Linked DNA regions of Gossypium hirsutum: region 2 is linked to region 1. A link is a contact called in public Hi-C data. All regions are on one chromosome and are shown on one strand. Each heading gives the region's core, a stretch centred on a gene start, on an enhancer-like site or on the middle of the called end of the contact. The rest is flanking DNA. Distances are from core to core; before and after follow the strand shown. Region 1 has its middle 64 kb from the start of LOC121221466. Region 2 holds the start of LOC121221185 (ACT domain-containing protein ACR6).

Region 1 (5,853 bases), core at 1,482-3,981:
TTATGAAATATTTATTTTTAGTTATTAAATTTAATTTTTAATATTTTTAAATAAAACTATATTATTAAAATTATGAATGCCATTTTTTGAAATGATATTGTAATAAAATTATTATGTATTAAGATTTATTTATATTAACAAATACAATCAACTTATGAGACATATTCCAAACAAATCCTTATTAAAATATTAGTGGAAAATCTTAAGTAACATCAATAACTACCGACTAGAGGTGTTCAAGGGTTGGGCCGGGCCGAGAAAAAATTTTAGCCCGCGTCCTAGGCCCGGGACGAAATATGGGCCTAAAATTTTGTCTAGGCCCGGCCGGGAAAAAATGCCTAAGCCCAAGCCCGGCCCGACCTGGCCCTTTTTTAGTAAACACCAAAAATTTATTTTAAAAATAAAAAAATAAAAAATATTGTAAAAATATTTTAAAATTTAAAAAATAATAATAATAGGTATTTATTATATTCGGGCCGGGCCAAAAAAGTGGTGCCCGAGGCCCGGCCTGTTTTCTAAACGGGCCTTTTTTTTGCCCAAACCCATATTTCGGGCCTATATTTTTACCCGAACCCTCCCATATTTCGGGCAGGCCGTCGGGCTTGGCCGGGCCACCCGGCCCATGAGCACCTCTACTACCGACTCCGTCCAGGAGTGATGGGGAGTCCCACTAGAAATTAAAACTTTTAATTCAACCCCTTAAAAAAATAATATTATAAATTAATCTATAGTAAAATTATAATTTGACTTTCAAAATAAAAAAAAATTTATGTTTAGTCTCTCAAAAACTGATGAAATTATAAATTAATATATGATAAAAAGACATTTTAATCTCTAAAAAATTTTATTTTTAATTTCGATTCCCTTAAAAATATTTCTAATATAGCCTTTAACTCCATCGAAAGAAATCTACGAATCTATCACCTGTAGAATATATTATTCTTAGCTTTGTGATTGAGAAAATTAAAGAGAATTTGTTTGAAAAATATTTCATGGGTAGTTGCATTCTATGTTTATGCTAAGGGCCTGATAGTTTAAAAAGAAAACAGGAAAAGAAGAAGATAAGATTGTCTCAAAGTAATTAAATCCTTTAGATTGAGTGGATGCCATTCCAATGACAGCTTGAGAAAAAGACAGGGACTCCCTTGAAAATTTTCTCCAATGACAAAGATGTCCCAATAATTTTCCCTAAACAAGACTTAACATTCTACAATCCCTTAACACTTAGGAAATAGATTCGAGATTTCTTCTATCTAATTGTCAATTTATTATTTTATTTATTACAAATAATAATTGCTGATGTTTATATGAGTTTGATTTGAAGAAAAAAATTCACTGTTTTCCATTGGGACCAATGGATGAATCCATAAACGTTTGGCCACCCAAATTTCTCATTTGCCTAGAATTTACCAACACAAACACAAACAAGATAAGGCCGAATCCTATGTAATTCCATAAGCAATCTTAAAAAATATCACGTATATTTTTTAAATATTTATTTTTAATATTTTATTATAACTCTACGAAACATTTATCAATTCCTTAATCCTACTTATAAAATATAAAAACTCCGCTGTAGAGTTATTCATATTATTAAAATATTGATAGTTGTAATGAATCTCAAGTAAAATGATAAAAATAATCTTTAAATCCTTAAATTATCCTTACCTCACTCGTTATCCCATAAAAGAAAAACCTTGTAACAATGAATATCAAATATGGAGTAGAATTTTCAACTAGTTATATATCAGTTTGGTGTAATGGTAAAAGCTATTGGAGTAGAATTGCCTAAAGATATTTTTAATTACATTAAATTAATTCCAAAATTAAAAAACAATTTTTTATTTAATTTAATTCAGTTTGCTGTGGGATTGCTTGTCTTTCATGTTTCTTGTCAGTTTGGTGCACTACTTGCTCAAAAATTACATCTCTTCAGCTTTCTTTTTTCCCTTCTTTTTCCAGTATGTATTTCACAAGTTTATTCAAATCATGCAGTTATCATTATTCAAATCTAAAAATTACATTTCTGTTTTTGTTCAACAAAATCGAACCACTTTTGTTTCTTATCGACCAAAATGGATTCATTATGTGGACGATGAGCTCAATGCATAAAATTTCCATTTCATGAATCCCTATATATGTATATGAATGAACTGAATATATACATATATTACTTAAGGGTTGGTCTATCAAGTACTTTGACACTTATGGTTAAATCCCAGCCATTCATTTTTTTTTAAGATTTACCCTTAGTAATTTTTTTCACTTATAATTTGTATATTTATTATTAATATAATTTTAAAAATAATTAATCTTTTTTTATAAAATTGTGATACTCAAAACTCTTAATATAAATCTTAAACTTTTATCTTTAAAAAAATTAAATTAAATTAAAGAGATTTGCGGTAGTGCCAACAGAATTGCCACTTAAGAAGTTCAAAAGTTGGCAGGTTGGCACGATTATTGAGACGATTTTACTATTGAAAATCAACAACAATAGCTGATGATGGAGATGATGGAGATTAACTTGTATTTTTTTTTTATCTTAAATCACTCCATGATAATGACATACAGTTTATATGGGAAATTAAAAACTTGGGAAATGGTCATTAATTAAAAGTACACTATACTCTTTGACTTTTCATTGGACGAACAATCCATGCAATACTTGGTCACCATAGTGGGGATATCCATACACACAGACATATATATCCTTTACTTTTCTCCTTTTTTTTTCTTTAATCATTCTTGCAAACTTGATTATTAAGCAACTTTAGGATGGGTTTGGCATGAATCATTGAAGTAATGAGAACATATATATATCTTTATTAATTTATTTATTCCTTTTTCAACTGCTTTCCCTTTATAAAAACTTACATAGAGCCTTTGCTTTGATGTGGAGAAGACCAATTCTTTGTGTTGTGATGATAATTATGGTTGGAGTTGGTAGGTGTACGTTGGTGATTGCATGGCTTGTCACATGTGCTTCCCATCATGGAGACAAAGGGAGGCCCCGCTCTTTGAAAACCAGTCTCACATGAATTCAAGCAATTTGATTAAATGGGAAAAGATCTTTGCTTTTGTTTATGGGTTTTCCAAATTTAATTTTTAAAGATTTTTTCTTTTCTCACCAGGAGATAAGCTTGGATCTTTCTTTGTTAGTATTCGTTTTAATCATTTGTCCTTTCCTTTTCAAAGCTTTTCCTTTTCTTTTTTCCCATTTGAATACCAAAGGGAGATAATTATATAAGCACACACCAAAATTTAGGCACTTTCCCATCAATTCCAAGGGCCTTATTACTTATTAGCTATTTGCACTACATTACATATGGTGTAATGTAATTTAGCTGTTTCAAGCTTAAAGAGGACATTTTAATTATTAAAAGAAGCTTTGAAGCTTCTTTTAATAATTAAAATGTCCTCTTTTAGCATATTTTTGCTTTGGTTTAAAAAAATAAAACAAACCCTTTTTTAAATTTTTTATGTAAATGTTTAAAATTACTCGTAATTTTTTCTAACTTTAAATAAAAAGATAAATGTGTTTCAGTACACTTAATCTATATCTTTTTCGATTAAGAACAATATCAATACTAACTCGAATAAACTCAGTCGACTTGAATAGTCTTTGTATTTGATAACATCTATTTGCATTCAAAACAAGACTCTGTACTCTAACATGCGTTAAATGTGCTATTGGTTACAAAATTCACATGCCTCTTGATTTACTTTGTTTCTTCATCGAATTTTTGCTCAGCTACACTGCCTTTGTAATTTTTTTTTCTTTCATCCCCACTGAAGCTGATAGGTTATAAGGATAGTAATAAATAGTACAAATTAGTAGATATTTGATATGTTGGTTGAAGATTCAGAAAATATTTAAATTTAAATATTTGAATTATTCTGTTCAATTAATTTAAAATGAATACAAATATTAATTTTTGAATATTTATTATCTGAATCTATTTTATTTTTTTACATATAATAAACTTAAATTTGGATATTCTAATCCATAATTTAATTTACTTTCTAAAATTTTGACTTTGAGATATTTAATGGGTAACTTTTTAACTCGAATTTGGATTAAGAAGATGCTTGAATTTTAATTTAAATAATAAACATATTTGGATTTGAAATCAAAATTTCAAATTGGAATTCAAATACCCACAGCCATCAGCTCAATTCAGGAATCACAATACTTCTATTAGATGGCCATGTGCCTGCATATTAAAGATATTCAGAATTGAGACAATACTGCTGAAATGACCTATCAAGATATTATTACACAAAGTACAAACATTTAAAGTTTAATAGTTACCTTTCCTGTTTGGTTAAATTGGTATTTTCATTTGGTTACTAAAGAACTATGTTATGCAGGTTGGGCTGTTTGAGAGTATTTCTTTAAAGTAAATCTTAGCACCCGGATAAAAATTTGAAACTCAATTCATTTGATTTATATTATTATTTTTTAAAATTTGAATTTGAATTTTTAAAATTTTTTTATTCATCTAAAGTTTGTAATATCTTTTACATTAAAAAAGTAAAGAGATAAATATCAAAATTATATATGAACTTTGATCAAATATACAGTGTCATATATAAACTCTGATTTTGTGTGATTTTTATACATGAAAATTTGTTTTTATTCATTTTTCAAAAATCACTAACAACATTATCAAATTATGACCATTTCACATTGATATATTGCATCTACAAACAATTATATTAATCCAATATGAATATATATATATTCATTTCTTTAGATGTATACAATTGAATCAAAATCAAAGTTTCATTTATACATATGAATCATAATTAAAATTTCATGTGCATAATTGCACCAAATTAAAATTTATGTATTAAGTCACACATTGGACTAAAATTTATATATAAATTTAATATATATCCCAAATTTTGGGATTATTTTGAATGTCTCTTTCTGGTCCACATTACATTGATATTTTTGGATGAATGGAGTCATTGGGGAGAACGAAAATGGGAGAGGGAAAAAGCTAAAGAAAGAAAGGTAGTTGAAGCATATTAAATAGGAGCCACACCGAACAATTGATGAGGTTCAAAAGAGCCAAAATTTCTAACTGAATGGTTCTTTTTGATAAAATGGACCTCACCATTATCTTTATCTACATTTGTGTCTATATATCACCTATCCCTTTCTTCGGCTTTTGTTGTGACTTCAAATTTTGCTCCTCATTTTTTACTCTACTATTATTATTTACTTTTAAATAATGTAAAAGGTTATCAATAATCATTAAACAATTAATTACATCAAATTAAGATAATGGATGAGATTCTATAACTTGTAGTTAATGAGATTTGATTTGCTGCTTTTTAAGGGAATGTTTCGTGATGTTGCACAAATGGAAATCGCTACACGATTTTAGTAGTCTTATTGTGGAAATTTAAATGCTATAGGCAGATATGCTGAAATGGGCTTTAATTTATCTGTGATATAGTTGTTATGTTCTAAGAACTCAGTATCTTGAAAATCGATGAAAGCCAATGACTGCAAATTAGGTATTTGTTAATGCCAATGTTCCTTGTTAAGATATGGTATCCTTTTGTGTTGAGAAAAGAAAATTATAGGTGTTTGTTTGTTTATCACTTTATTGTATGTAAGGTATGGCGTATATTTTGAGGCTGTAATTAATATGGTAGTGTTTCTACCGCTTTATTTTTAATGATATTAGTATATTGCCCAAAAAATGATTTTCTTCTTATCATTTAGAGAATGTTGGGCCCTTAGTTATTTCTTCTCATGTTTGAACAATTTTTTGAATTGCATGTTATGTATTATCCTTTGTTTCAACAATTGTTTCGACAATTTTTGGATTGTTG
Region 2 (5,853 bases), core at 2,136-4,635, 280 kb before region 1:
AAATTATTATAGAAAATCATTTAAATATGAAATTAATTGAGATATAACATAAAAATAATATGAAAAATATTAAAACATGATACACATAAGAAAGTGAATTGAACAAGACAAAAATATATCAATATGTAAAAATTTAATTATTAGTTATTAATGTGTAATATTATTTTTTATAAATTTATAATGATTGAAACATACAATTTTCGTTTCAAAATCAGTCCCCGTGATAAAATTGTGCAAATATATATAAAAAAATTAAAAACAAAATGAACAGAATTTTTTTTTTCTAAATTGAAGACTATTGTAAACTATACAAAATATTAGTTAAATTCAAACTTTATACAAACGCAATATGAAAAAATTCAAAATACAATATGATAAATGAACTTAGTCAATTTACATAATACAAATTATAAAACTATAAAAAAATAATATAAATATATAATAAATTTCTTTTTTTTAAAAATAAAATTATAGTATTTAAATAATACCAATGTAATTTTTTACCTTTACTTCCTTCCATATTTCCTTTCTTTTCAATCCTTTTCTTCCTTCTTCATTAAAAACCCTAAATAAGTTGTCCTAACTGAGAGCACCCAAATTTGAGATTGTGCATTCATTCTCCTTGCTTGGGACAACTTAATGCAAATTTGTAAAATCAAATTTTATTATGTGTTTTTCCCCTGAAATCATTTCAAGGGTACAAAAATAAAAACAACACTTAATTAATGTACACAATAAGATCCAGAAGAAACTTACTTTGTTTTTCTTATTCACCTAGTCTACTTTCTATACAAACTTGCATCTTATGAGCAATCCATGCAAACGTTCATTTTGTACAGATGTTACTTACAAGTGATATAATGAAAGATACACAACCACCACCAGTAACTTTCACTGTATCAGTATATTGGTAACTATGAAAGGGAGACTTGTCTTGCTCCCCATCTATATCTTTTGACTTCATATCTTCATCCAATAGAGGAAGACTATACAGGGATAGAAATCATGAGTAAGATCTGATTAGCTTGAAATTCTGAAAAGTACGTGCTTTGAACAAGTTCCCGAACAAATAACTCATTGTTGTCTCTTGATGAGGTGGTTTTGGTGCAAGACTTGATCTATTATGTTTCACCTGCAGTGCACTCCGGCCTATCTGTCGACAGATTGAATCAATAATCTTGGGATCGACCGGATTTCCAGTCATATCTGTGACATAGAAGGTGTCCTTGGCCTTACCACCTTTCGTCGAGATTAATGCTCTCTTGATACACAAGCTGTTTTCCCGGAAAATCCGGGTAATATCGGACAGTAGTCCAAGCCTGTCTTCTGTGCACAATTCTAGCTCCAGCCCCTGTACCATGAAATGTTGCAGGGTATAACATCAAGGACACTATGTTCAGATTGTCATAATCAAAAGTTTCTTCTTGTGTAAGGTGACAGGGAGATGGTTTCCTATACCTCAGATGCTCTCCTCTCGATGGCTGCTTCAAGACATTGTATAACACGGACACACTCTGCTTCTGAACTGATCGGGAGCCCGTCTACATGTCGGATATAAAATTCCTACAAAGACAAAAAAGCTGATGCCATTAACACTGTCGAATCTACAATTCTAAGCATATCAACTTGTGCTCAACTGAGTAGAATTCCAACACAAAATGGATTACAATGTCAGCTTCATCTTACACCAATTGCTTCAATATTGCATCAGCAAGTTGATCAATATATATATATATCAGTGGCTGATAGGACTGCCATCACATTAAAATGGTAAAAGAACTATCTCACCTGATTAGCGTCCATCCTCGTTGTGTTGACCATTCCATGAAAAACAACATATTGCATATCTGTAAGAGTGCAGATAATATCAAACAGTAGTTTTGGCCTATCTTTTGCCCTCATGGTAATAACAGTGTAATCTTTCTCAATATTCAACAGATTAACTTGGGGTCTCGAGCTCCTCTCTTCGACTGCCCTGACTCCAGTTTTTTCCACCCTTTCGTAGTCCCTATCTGCAAACATGATTTGATGCAACCTTCGCTCCCTATGCATGACACCGGGAGCTGAAAGCATTGTTTTTGCTGTTTTCAAGTCATCATTTCCTTTGAGAACATTGCAAAGCAAGTCCTTTATCATCAAGAGACGTTTTGGGTCGGTGATTGCGCAGCCTGTCGAATCATCTGTCACATGAACTACAGCTGCAGCACGGGTGTTATGGGTCCAAATCTCGGCATTTACAACGTTGCAACGCAGGTCCGCCAGGACTGCACATACTTCAGATAATAAACCAGGCCTATCAGTCCCTGCAAGTTCAATTGATGTATGCTCTTCTGATGGCATTACACCTACGGAGCCTCTCCGTGATGGTACAAAGCCCGCACTAGTTTCGATTCTCTGTAAAAAATTAAAATTTAAGGTGAAAAATAGTTAAAAATCTGTAAGGCCAAAAGAGTAACATGAGGTAGGTTCTTATTTCTTACCCTTTGAATATAGTCAATAATTTCTTTATCTCTGATTTTGTTGCCATCATTGTCAACAACATTGAAAACTGAAACATGAGCAACAATACTAAAAGAAATCAGTGTATGTTGAGTATAAATTGAAGAGTGTTTTTAAGGGAAAAGTTTTACCATCCATAAACCATCCTCCATCAGATGCTATGTATGCTTTTCTTATTGTAAGATTCATATCAGTAAGCACTTGAACTACTTCCAGGAGAATCCCATGTTTGTTGACACTGTCAACCTGAAGAGAAAGTTCCCCAATATCCAAATATAAGGAACTGGTTACCCACATATCATAATTCAAGCTAATTAAGCTTTTTACCTGGATAACTGTGGCATCCTCACAAGCATTATTGTCAATCACCACTCTGCAACAACAAAAACCATACATCTCAAATTAAAAGCAATAAAGAGACAAGAATACGACATGCCAAATTTGCTTCAGTTTTTTATGAAAAAATATATGAACAAACTCTAATCTTCTTCAATTTCTTCATCCAAAACAGCAGGGGGGGAAAAGAACTCAAAAAATCTAACCAATAAATTCAAACGAAAATCTCTCAAAGAAAAAAAGGAGAAAAAATTACCTGGGTTGGTTTACCCTTCTGATAAGCTTAGCATATTCATCATCCATTTCTCAAGAAAAAAGAAAACCAAATTTCTCCAAGCTGAAAAACCACAAGCACCAAAGAAGAAAACCAAACTTTTTCAAAAAAGAAATTGATTAGCTCAGAAATCCCAGAACTCAGAATTTCCAAAAGGGCAACTTTTATTATTCTTTTTGTATGATACTGTACAAAATTGAAAATAAATAAAAATAAAAATAGGTCTTCCGAAACCAATATTCAAGGAAAGCACGAGTTAGGAAAATAAAAATAGTAGGACTACATAATAATTGAAAGCTTAAAAATAAATTAGAAGAAGAGTGTCCGAAAATGTAATATATTGGGGACGTGTAAATAAATGATTGGTTGGAAAGTCGTTATTGCTGCCCGTGGTCAGGCTCGTGCGTGTTGACGAATGTTGTACTTTTGACCTTTTTTATTTATCTAGTATTTAACTGTGGTGATCACAATAGGGAGTGTGACAAGCAGGTGGTGATTACAGTTTGGTCGGAGATTTTTTTCCCGTGTTTTCGGCGGCATTTTCTTCTTCATCTTCATATTATTTTATATTAGTCTCAGTGTTTTAAGCAACCTTTGTTTTCTCTATTTTGGTAGTGATGTTATTTATATTAATGTATTAATAATATAAAGAGCTTCAAAAATTTCAAAATCAATATTTTTACAGCATCCTTTTTTATAATTTTCATTTTTCTTTAAAATTTTCATTTTAAATTATACCATAAGATTTGACATCTTATTTAATAATTAAATTAATAATTTTAATAACGTAAACATCTTATTGATATAACTTTGATAGTTTAGGGATATAACTAGAATATTTTAAAATTTGAAAATCACTTTAAAATACAAGTTATAATTTAGAGATGTATAATGCAATTAACTTCTAAAAATATGCTTATAATATATATATATTAGAAGCAAAATAAAAGAAAAAATTAAAACAAAAGACCATTAAATATTACTAAAACAAAATTTTTCCAATTTTTTATTATTTTGATTAAATTTATCCTTAGATTATAACAAATGCATTTTTAGTAAAAAAAAATGTGTTGTTTTTCATTTTTTCTCTCTCACTTTGATGAAAAGAGAACCTTTAGTATGTTATTATATGTTATTATCTTCTTCAATTTTAATTTATTTATTTTAGGAAAAAATATGAAATTAATTTATTACATAAATGTATTTATTAATAAAATAAAATATTATAACTTTCAACTTTCATCAATAAAAAGATAAATTTTATATTAATTGAGTTTTAACTCGATTGACATTGCTATTGTTGTCAACACAGGAGGATGTGGGTTCGAATGCGATGAAACACATTATCCTCTTATTTATGGGCTGGGGAGGGGTTATAGCATATTTATTATATGCTTTTATGCAATCTTATATTCCACCAACCAAACAACATAACTTATATTCCAACCAAATAAACTTAATAAGATAATTTGTCCATTCATCTTAAATTTTGATAATTTTAAGATAAACTAAACCATTGGTCACTAAACTATGTATAAGTTTTCATTTTGGCCACTAAACTAAAAGAAATTATAATTTGATCATTGAATTATTCAAAAGTTTTCATTAAAGTCATCAGACTGTTAAAATTGATATTATATGGCTTTCTCTATTTGCATTGTTTGCACCAATCGAAAACTTTCTTTCCCATTTTCTTCTATAGCTCAGTTCTTTTTCATGAAACAACTTTAGACGTCACTCATCTGCGAACCAAATTTCAAACAAGTCTTTTCTCAATCTCCAACATTGACCGTTAGATCGACTTGGATCTAATGTATGTTCTTCTACTTGTCAATGGGTACTGATTCACTGTACCGGTCATTGAATTGTCACTTGGAACTCGCTAGCGAAACTCTTTCCTTAAAGAACTTAATTACCCAGTGACTTAGATAAATATTTTTTTGACTAGTTCAATGAATTAAATGAAATCTTTTGAATAGTTCAATGATCAATTTGTAATTTTTAATTGAGTAACCAAAACAAAAACTCAGAACAAAATTTAGCAACTAATGGTGTAATTTACCCATTATTTCATTATTAATAGTTAACCAAGCTCCATAGTTATCTTTAGGATACTCATTAAAAATGAATGAAAAATGCAGAGAAAATAGTAAATTTTAGTCAATGCATGTTGAAAATTCGTAGCCCACTTTAAATCAGATTTGTCTAGGAAATAAGAGAGTGGCTCCTTGGCATTACCTAAACCTAAAGGATGCCTAACCATCTACCTCGCTTGTTCGCGGCTTTTGGATTATTTAATTTAATTTAATGTGCTGTTTTGAAAAGTCTGTGATGATTCTGATTTTGATTTTTGTAAATAATTGCGAGGACCGAGCATAGTTGCAACCAACATCAATAAAATATTCTCATATTTTAGCTATTTGAAGCGCCAAGAGGCAATAATTTTTATAACAATTTGGGCCATTTGCCAAGTGGACATATAATTTATAAAGTTAGGCAAGGAAAATTCTCTCTTTTGCCATGCATTCACACTTAGCAGAGATCTTCTTTAGAAAAAACATAGGAATGAAAAATTTATTCTTTAATATTTTAGTTTAGTTTTTATTTTTCTTAAAATTAAATTCGACAATTAATTTTAAAAAAAAATTGAATTTGATCATTAACCTTTCAAAAAGAGTTAAATTTTTATTCTTTTAATGAGAATTCTAATTTAAATGTTAAATTTCAAATACGAAAACCTCTAA

Evidence for each region. Hi-C and Micro-C count contacts between places; a contact is called where the count stands out from the background.
Region 2: a Hi-C map of leaf shows a contact between it and region 1, with 2.3 times the contacts expected there. The contact joins the promoter of LOC121221185 here to the enhancer-like site in region 1. A contact is called at or near these places in 4 of 34 Hi-C or Micro-C datasets (callus and leaf).

The regions. Positions count from the first base shown.
Region 1 is chrD09:13,559,224-13,565,076 of Gossypium_hirsutum_v2.1, reverse strand. No RefSeq gene overlaps it. Among protein-coding and RNA genes, the nearest start is that of LOC121221466, 64 kb to the right of the region's middle. Within about 2 kb of position 2,731, at least 2 of the 9 cell types and tissues checked have an H3K27ac peak or open chromatin away from gene starts, as enhancers often do. A contact at or near this core is called in leaf, where this site is marked.
Region 2 is chrD09:13,836,426-13,842,278 of Gossypium_hirsutum_v2.1, reverse strand. It overlaps LOC121221185 (ACT domain-containing protein ACR6), which reads right to left and starts at 3,385. Exons shown (of 7, transcript XM_041101820.1): 1 at 3,092-3,385; 2 at 2,827-2,872; 3 at 2,631-2,745; 4 at 2,481-2,548; 5 at 1,789-2,394; 6 at 1,459-1,563; 7 at 741-1,351. The coding sequence starts at 3,138. The coding sequence ends at 1,004.